3 separate regions of the Mus musculus genome follow, and regions 1 and 2 are each linked to region 3. The links are chromatin contacts, called in public Hi-C and promoter capture Hi-C maps. All regions are on one chromosome and are shown on one strand. Each heading gives the region's core, a stretch centred on a gene start, on an enhancer-like site or on the middle of the called end of the contact. The rest is flanking DNA. Distances are from core to core; before and after follow the strand shown.

What was found. Promoter capture Hi-C pulls out the DNA fragments that hold promoters and counts their contacts. Hi-C and Micro-C count contacts between places; a contact is called where the count stands out from the background.
Region 1: a promoter capture Hi-C map of pre-B cells shows a contact between it and region 3, with 2.4 times the contacts expected there. The contact joins the promoter of Trp53bp1 here to the promoter of Zfp106 in region 3. A contact is called at or near these places in 2 of 39 promoter capture datasets (cranial neural crest and pre-B cells) and 1 of 115 datasets of contacts at active chromatin or transcription factors (microglia).
Region 2: a contact with region 3 is called in a Hi-C map of muscle stem cells, with 4 times the contacts expected there. The contact joins the promoter of Map1a here to the promoter of Zfp106 in region 3. A contact is called at or near these places in 1 of 39 promoter capture datasets (cranial neural crest), 1 of 484 Hi-C or Micro-C datasets (muscle stem cells), 3 of 115 datasets of contacts at active chromatin or transcription factors (astrocytes, extraembryonic endoderm stem cells and microglia) and 1 of 9 other capture datasets (pancreatic islet).

The regions. Positions count from the first base shown.
Region 1 is chr2:121,269,921-121,272,974 of GRCm38.p6, reverse strand. Trp53bp1 (transformation related protein 53 binding protein 1) reads left to right here and starts at 1,568. Exons shown (of 28, transcript NM_013735.4): 1 at 1,568-1,703; 2 at 2,267-2,451; 3 at 2,666-2,756; 4 at 2,987-3,054. The coding sequence starts at 1,697.
Region 2 is chr2:121,288,170-121,290,869 of GRCm38.p6, reverse strand. Map1a (microtubule-associated protein 1 A) reads right to left here and starts at 1,268. Exons shown (of 7, transcript NM_032393.2): 1 at 998-1,268; 2 at 49-150. The coding sequence starts at 1,235. It also overlaps a transcript of Trp53bp1 not described here.
Region 3 is chr2:120,562,599-120,565,298 of GRCm38.p6, reverse strand. Zfp106 (zinc finger protein 106) reads left to right here and starts at 1,440. Exons shown (of 22, transcript NM_011743.3): 1 at 1,440-1,612.

The sequences.
Region 1 (3,054 bases), core at 319-2,818, 710 kb before region 3:
CAAACACATTTTTTTAAAACATCAAAGTAATCAGAAAGACCTGGGTCTATGTCTCTCTAGGGGAAGAGAGCTGCAGTTGTCATGGTGGCCCTGAGGAGAGGGCTCTGTGGGAGTCAGCTCAGTCTGCCCAGTCTTAGACCTAGTTGGTCTCCTTCCTCTCAAGCTAAGCAGACTGATACACTTAGTGCTCTGCTATAGTTGAGGTCGGCTTGAGGTGGGGTCTTTTTTTTTTTTTTTTTTGATTGCATTGATTTGATGTCTAGTACTCAGTAGAGAAACTCAGGAGTCAATCATGAATGATTTTAGGATTAAGAGGTAAGATGTGTCTCTGTGATTTGGGTCATTTTTGCTCTACTTGTAAAACATTCTAGGATTGGAATTTTAGTTATAACAATAGATCCTAAAATTTTCAGAGCGATTTCGTTTAAGCTGATCCTTTTGTTCCCACAAGTAATGCGTATGAAGACAACATGCTTTGATTTTTGGGTTAGGAGAATATGATCACTGTAATTTATAGCAGCAGAGAGGAGATTGGCTGGTAGGATGCTCCTCTCTAAGCTTGGCTTATTTCAAGTGCTAAACTGGGCATTTATAGAAGTTGAGAATCATGTATGGGCTGTGCCTAAATAATTCTGAGTCTGGAGTAGAGAAAACCGCCTCCATTTTAATGCCTTCTATGTATATTCTTGGCACTGTGCTAGGTGCTTTCCCTCCTGACAGCTGCTTGGTTAGAATTCTAGCCCAGATCCAACGGCTCTTTAAATTAAAATGACAGTGAAACCACATATGTATCTTGAGCTCAGTTCATTAATAGTTGTCACAGCTGCCACACCCTTTATAAGACCCTGACACCATGATTAGGATAATTAAATCTCTGGGCCTGGATCCTTTAGGTCATTGAGTTAGTAGGGGTGACAGCTGTTCTCTTTGCTTCTAGTTTGAGGATTACAATGCTCAGTTCGTTCAATGGGAGGTGCAAAGCGTCTGGGGCTGCTGCAATTCCCTAAAAGAAAGGGCAGAGAGAGACAAATAGGGAAGCTTGAAAGGGAGTGGGAACACGAAGACAATATAAAACAACAAAATCAAAACTGCCAGAGACATAGAGTGGGAAAACGGAAGCCTTTAAATTCAGGCAGAGGTCTACAAATGGGATCCTGATCGACACTGGCAAACCCCACAGAGGCTTCTCTTCCATTTCACCATTTCAGAAGTACTAGCTCTCCTCAATTCTCCTCCTCTTTGCCCTTTCTTTGAAAATCCAGGAGACTCTCCTTTTCCACGGAAGTCAGTGAAGGGGCCGAAGCCCTCAAGTGTGAGTAGTGAGTACCCCCGTCCTTCAGGCAGGGGTTTTTATTTCATGCCCTCTTAATGTCCCTTCGGTTCAAGGATACTGTCATGCTGGCTGTATTAGGGGGAGGGCCTGCGACGTCCATGCTACCATGGAAACACGCCGCCGTGTTCCTTTTCTTACGCTGGGGGCGGGCACTTCACCTCAGCCACCTATCATCCATAGGATTTCCTGAGTGGCAGACAACAGCAGCGAATGGGCGATCCGATATTGCGTGACGTGACGGGAAAAGGGGGAGCTCGCGGCCAGTGGCGGCGGTGGCGACAGTGGCGACCTGGGGATCGACCTGGAGGGGCCTGGGCAGCGTGCAGAAACCTCTAGATCCAGCGCGAGGCACCTCTCGCCGGGATGCCAGGTAGTGCTGCGAGCGGAGCCGAGCTAGCGGGCCGCAGAGGCCCGGGTGGCGGGCTTGAAGGGCTGGCCGCCTGGAGGGGGCGGGGTGGCAAGCATGGCGGCGGTGACGGGGACGGGGTTGGAGGGCCGGGGAGGGGGTGGGGAGGCAGCCGCCGCGGTGGTCCTGAGGCCGCATGAGGGCCGTGGGCTTCCCGCCCGCCGGGGTTGCGAAGAGGTCTTCCCGGGGCTCAGTGGCGTCAGAACGCGGGGAGAGTTGTGTGGGGGATGGAAAGGGGCGGGGAGAAGAGGTGAGGAAGGAAGCGTGTCTGAGGGAAGGTGAAGAGAAAGGAGGGAGGGAGGGGGAGATCGAAGGATCCAGAGGCGCGGTGGTAAATAACGGAGAAATGAGGGCTGGGGAGATGGCTGAGAAAGTGCTAAGAGCGATTGCAAATGTGGGCTACTGGGTAGCCCTAGAATGGTCCCTTTCTCGATCTCACACTTCCGCCCCTTTATTTAGTCTCAGATTGTGTGTGGAAAGCTCAATAGGGTTACTCTTCGAACTGATCTTTTGTTATTCCATTCCAGGGGAGCAGATGGACCCTACTGGAAGTCAATTGGATTCAGATTTCTCTCAGCAAGACACTCCTTGCCTGATAATAGAAGATTCTCAGCCTGAAAGCCAGGTTCTGGAAGAAGATGCAGGCTCTCACTTCAGCGTGCTATCTCGACACCTTCCTAATCTGCAGATGCACAAAGAGAACCCCGTGTTGGTGAGTGAGTGATGATGCCCTGTTCAAGTTATTATTTTTTTCTGACCCCCCTACACCAAACTAACCCAGAAAATTAACGTGTTTAGTTGATTGTTAGCTTTTGGATAAAGTTGGTGGGGAACGAAAAATGAAATCAACGTGTTCTCACCCACAGAAAGGTCCCTGTTGTACTACTTTGTGTACTGTGAGGATCTTATGTGCTCATGTTTTCTAGGATATTGTATCAAATCCGGAACAATCTGCTGTAGAACAAGGAGACAGTAATAGCTCATTCAATGAACATCTGAAAGAAAAGAAAGCTTCAGGTGAGCAGTTGAAGGCTTGGCTCTCTGCAGTGTTTAAGGTCCTGTGGGGGCAGAACGATTTAAACATGCAGTTGAGATTATGTGTAAGGAAGCCTAGTTTGTTATCTAGTGTTCAGTAAGCCTTTGGATACCCGTGATTAGTTTGGTGTTGCCTCCATTTCTCAATTTGTATTAAAATTTGATGGCAAATGTCTTCTGTGCTAATATCCACCTCCTTCTGTCTTTTTCAGATCCTGTGGAGTCTTCTCATTTGGGTACCAGTGGTTCCATCAGTCAGGTCATTGAACGGTTACCTCAG
Region 2 (2,700 bases), core at 19-2,518, 730 kb before region 3:
CCTGGATACTGGACCCAAAGGACTGAGACAAATAACCCTAGTCCTAACCTTTGACCTCTGAGGAGAAGTGAGCTAGGTGCCGGGTAATGAAGAGTCTCAACTGTTGGTTCAAGTCAAAGGATGATAAGTCAATATTCCAGGAGAGAATCCCTGTAAAAGAAAAGGGGGAAAAAAAATAAGAGGGTTCTAGTCAAAGTCACCCACAGAAAGCATTGCCAAGCTCCTGGGAGAGGAAAGAAATGGGAGGTGATGCCTCCAAGAAGGATAGCTAGTACCTGCTTTTTCCCCTTTCCAGAGGGCAAAGAGCAGAGTTTAGAATGGGCTTACTAATAAATGAGCTTGGAGTTTTTGTTTTTCAAGGCAAAACAGTTACGGTAGAAGTGACACGCAAGGGTCTATTTCCATATACTGTAGGTTTCCATAATGATCCCTCTTGCTAAATCAGATTCTAGATTCTCCTATGCCCCCTCCCTTGCCTCCATCCCCTGCTTCCACCCGCAGGTGGCTCCGCAGCACTGCGCCACAGGCACGGCTGAGGGAGGTGAGCTGCAGAGCCACGAAGGTCACTCTCTAAACTTGGCTGCCAGCATTCAGAGATTTGAGATGTGTACCTCGCGTTCAAAAACCTCCCCTAAAGAAGAAATTGTAAGGTAGGGACATGGACTTTTCAGGGTCTGATGAGGACTTTCGGATATATGGTCCAGTGGCTTCGGGAAAGGGGTGTGACCAGAGGGACCCCAGGGTCTCCACGGAGCTTCTCCTGCTCCTGCTCCGGGACACTGCGGAACAGAATGGGGTATGCAGAAAGGATGGGCAAGCAAGGTGTTGGCAGCTCGAGAGGACAGAGGCACATTCATGGAAGATGCAGGTGACAGGGTCGCAGGTTTCGGGAAGTGCACATAGAGATAGAGGAGACAGAAATGTGCACTGGGAGATGAATGCAGATGGCGGAGAGGCATGGATGGAGTACTGCGTAAAAGCCAGGAGAGCGGCTCACCTTGTTCAAGGTGGGCCCGCACGGCCCTCAGCTGACTCTCTGTACCGATATCGCCGATCACGATGAGCAAGGAGTATTTCCGCAGGTCCCAGCGCGCTGCCGCTACCGCGGCACCGGCCTCGCAAAGAGGCTCCGCCGGGTTCTGAGCTGGCGGTGCACCGAGGCTCTGGAGCCCCAGCTCCGGAGTTGTCTCCATGGCAACGCTGCCAGGCCGCGCGGTCCCGGCTTCGGTCGCCATGGAAACTCCCGCGGAGTGTTAGGCTAGCTGCGTCCGCTGCGGGGAGAGTGCGCGCGGTTCTTAAAGGCCGGCGGCAGGAGCCGTTCATTGGTCACTGCCTTCTAGGGGCGGGGCTGAAGCGCCGCAGGGGCGGGGCGGGGATGCGGTGGTTGTGCCGCTATGGGTGGTGGCTGCAGTCATCCACCTGCAGTTTTCCTGACCAAGTGCCCCTCTCCGACTTGAGCCAGGGTAAGGGTTCTGCGAGACCCAGCCGAGGGCGGAGTCCAAGGCGCGAGAACAACATCCATCTAGTTAGGCTGTGTCTGCGTTGAGCACAGTGTGGGAGGCAGTTCCGCAGCTTCTCTCGAACCTTGGGGAGCCATCTTGCCCTTCGCTGTCTCGGGGTTTCTATCGTGGTCTCCATCTGGCAATTATCGTTGTCTCTATTTTTCCCCCCGCCTCGCTGCATGCCAGGGTCTAGGTTACCAACCTGGGTTTCCCCGTCCTTGCCCCGAGCTCCGGGCGTGGTCAATCAGGCTGCGCAGTATTGGAGGGGACAGGATGACCTTCCTACCCTGAGTCCCTGGAGAGTAGTTATTCCAAGGATAGTGGTTGGCTAGTCTCCATATTTGCTGAGTGCAATGAGCTCAGACTGCAGCAAAGAGTATTTGAGTAAAACCCAGGAAAGACTTCCCAGCTACTAGGGATGTGACACAGTGGATAAATTTAGGAGACCATGTAATTACTGTACAGAACTGAATTAATATTCTCTGTCTTTCCCTCTCCTTCTCTCCATCCCTTCCTTTCCTTCCTCTCCCCTTCTCTTGCTGAACCCCCAACTCCCCATTCTTCAAAGACTCTCCACCACTACAGCTGATCTTACCCTGAGTCATTCTGTTGTGTGCATCAGAGAGAAGGCCTGTGTTTAGGCTCCAGTTATACTTGCTTTTTCTTCCATTTACCTTGCACTTTGGAGATGGTAGAAGAGAAGAAAGGCTACGGAGATGATTCAGTTGGTAAAGTACTTCCCTGGCAAGCAAGTGTTCAGGTTCTCAGAACTGTAAAAAAAAGCCAGGCACAGCGGTGAGCACTTGGAATCGCAGAGATGGTAACTAGGAGGGAGAGACAGATGAATCTCTGGAAGCTCGCAGGCCAGCTATACCATTGAGAGACCCTGGTATCTATAGTACAAAGAAGAAAAGGGTGTCTGAGGGACACCACTCCAGGTTGTCCTCTTGCACTCACATGTGCACACATGAAATCCTACTCCTTAAAAGGATAGAAAAGAGGTAATAGCTGATACCTCAAGCCTGCCAGTGAACCACGTTCTGACTGTTAAGTACCTCACAGAAATCTTAGCCCTATCTTGAAACATACTATACCTAACCATCCAGTCCATACTGTAAGTACTTTGGACATGCCATGAAAATCCTTTCTGTAGCAGAGACAAGAAAACTACTCTCAGGACATCAGATGGTAGGGTGCC
Region 3 (2,700 bases), core at 191-2,690:
CCATTGGACACACAAACTTTATATGCCCCAGAACAGGGGAACGCCAGGGCCAAAAAGGGGGAGTGGGCGGGTAGGGGAATGGGGGTGGGTGGGTATGGGGGACTTTTGGTATAGCATTGGAAATGTAAATGAGCTAAATACCTAATAAAAAATGGAAAGAAAAAAAAAGGATTGGGATAATTATGGATGTAATACTGTAGTTCTCAATTAGGGACATTTTTTGCCCTCCAGGGGGACACTGGGCAGGGTCTAGAGAGTTGGGGGAACATTATCTTAGAATGCACTAGACAGCAACTGGTAACAGTTATCTGCTTCAAACTGTAAATGTTGCCTGGCATGGTGGCGCGTGCCTTTAATCCCAGCACTTGGGAGGCAGAGGAAGGCGGATTTCTGAGTTCAAGGCCAGCCTGGTCTACAAAGTGAGATCCAGGATAGCCAGGGCTACACAGAGAAACCCTGTCTCGAAAAACAAACAAACAAACAAACAAACAAACAAAACAAAGCAAAGCAAAGCAAAAACAAAAACAAAAACCTGTCAATGTTGTGAAATCCTGGTCTATGGTTATTTTGGTCCTCACTTATATTGGCATTTCTTGAACTATGTCTCTGAACTTAGAGCAAAGCACTTCTGTATGTAATCTCCCTTAAAGGGGAAGTAGAAAAAGCAGCCTAGCAGACCTTAAATGCTTTAAGGACTTGTGATGTCACAAATACACAATTGGAAGAATTCCCTAAACCTTTAGAAGGAATCTGGATTTACACATAAATGAAGGTAGCTGTTTATTTTGATTTGAGGCTTTAACGTATTTATTTATTTATTTAGGTTTTTCGACAAAGGGTTTCTCTGTGTAGCCCTGGCTGTCCTGGAACTCATTCTGTAGACCAGGCTGGCCTAGAACTCAGAAATCTGCCTGCCTCTGCCTCCCAAGTGCTGGGGTTAAAGGTGTGCGCCATCACTGCCTGGCTAGGCTAAGATTTAAATTGAGTTCTGTCCTTTGTTGAAACAGTATCACATTGTAGCCCAGGAACTATGTAACAGCTTTGCCTAGCCTTGAACTCCCGTTACACTCTGCTCTCAACCTCCAGAAGCAGAGGTGAGCTACCATGCCTAACTTGGAATCTATCTGTTCCAAAGTTTCACAAGGAAGGAATAGTTTTGAAATGTAGTCAAGACACTGCCACAGCTTATGGTGGAGGGCTTAGAAAGTAGGGGAAGTCCAGAAAGAGCTTGGAAAATGGGGAAAACAAACAAACAAACAAACAAACCAAGAAAAAGAAGGTGCAGCCAATTGGTTTGTGCAAAAGACCTATCTGGGCTCTTCATCCTTTTTGAGTAAGGCCACTTGTCTGGTGTCCGTTGTTCACTTCTTATGTTCAAATAAAGCTAGATGGTTGAAAAGGGCGGATGGAGTGGGAGGGGAGAGGGAGCGTGCTGAGTTGCGTGCGCCTGCGCGCTTGCGCGATGGTGGTAGTAGCGGCGGCGGCGGCGGCGTCAGTGCCCGGCGGGGAGCGGGTCCCGGGCCGCCGCCGGACCGGAGGCTAAGGGGGCGTCTGGGAGCTCCCTCGCCGGGTCCTCGGCGGCCAGATGGCGTAGGAAGGTCGGGCTGTGAGTGTGAGTAAGGAGGATGCGGCCTGGTTGGGCGTATCGGAGCCCGAGGGTCTGCCCCCTGGACAGGTGGTGGAGCTGCGCCTGCATGCGACCACGCTACGATGCCCCTTCTGACCTGTGTGGGTTTAGGGTTTATTGGCGAGCGGTGCGTCTGGCTTCTGGGCACAGATTCCAGCAAGGGCAATCCGATTCTGTTCGCAACCCAGACTGGACGCGTGGCTCCAGGTTTTTGACCTTTGGGGCAGGCCCTGACCTCTGTCGGCATGGGGTCTAGTCTAGGAGGAATCTCAGCCTTAGTTTAAAAGCTGTAGGTTTCAGGCCAGGGCCATCTCTAGCCTTCCGAGACTAACAGTGTCGCCTCTTTTTCCTGCTTTTGAGGACTCTACTTGTGGGATGCGTCTTAGCAATGTAGTAGCAACTAGTGGAACGGTATGTGTCCATTTAATATTTAGTACGATTTTGGTGCGTAGTGTGGAGAGGAGATTATTGCACCGCCTCCCGTTTCAGTCTGTTAGGTATAGTCATCTTTGAAAGTAACGTAAACTATCTTTTTGGGGAAGTTCCAGATTTCAGTGTTGTGTGTGTGTGTGTGTTTTTTTACCCCAACTTGGAAGCAGATTACAGTTCTAGCCACCATATCGGTTTATATTAAAGTGATTCCAATCACAGACTGATTAAGAGCCAAATCCTGTTCTAAAACTACAGGGGGGAATCTTAAAAGTGTAACGCCAAAAAACGAAAGAATGAATGATCAGATTCATCTACGAGTTACTTAGTATCTGCTTTGCGTGTGATAAGTACATTCAGGTGTGTCTTGGGAATTTAACAAGCTGTTGTAGTAGATGTTTTTGGGTAGTACTTTTTACATGAGGTACTGAGATACTGAGAGTGATTTGTTGAAGTTTTCACGTTGTGGAGTTAGTGAACTTCATCTCCGGTGATGGCTACGCTCATCTCTTTCTGATACACCCAATTAGACATTCTTTTTTTGTTTTTGTTTTTATTTTTGTTTTTTGAGACAGGGTTTCTCTGTATAGCTCTGGCTGTCCTGGAACTCACTTTGTGGACCAGGCTGGCCTCGAACTCAGAAA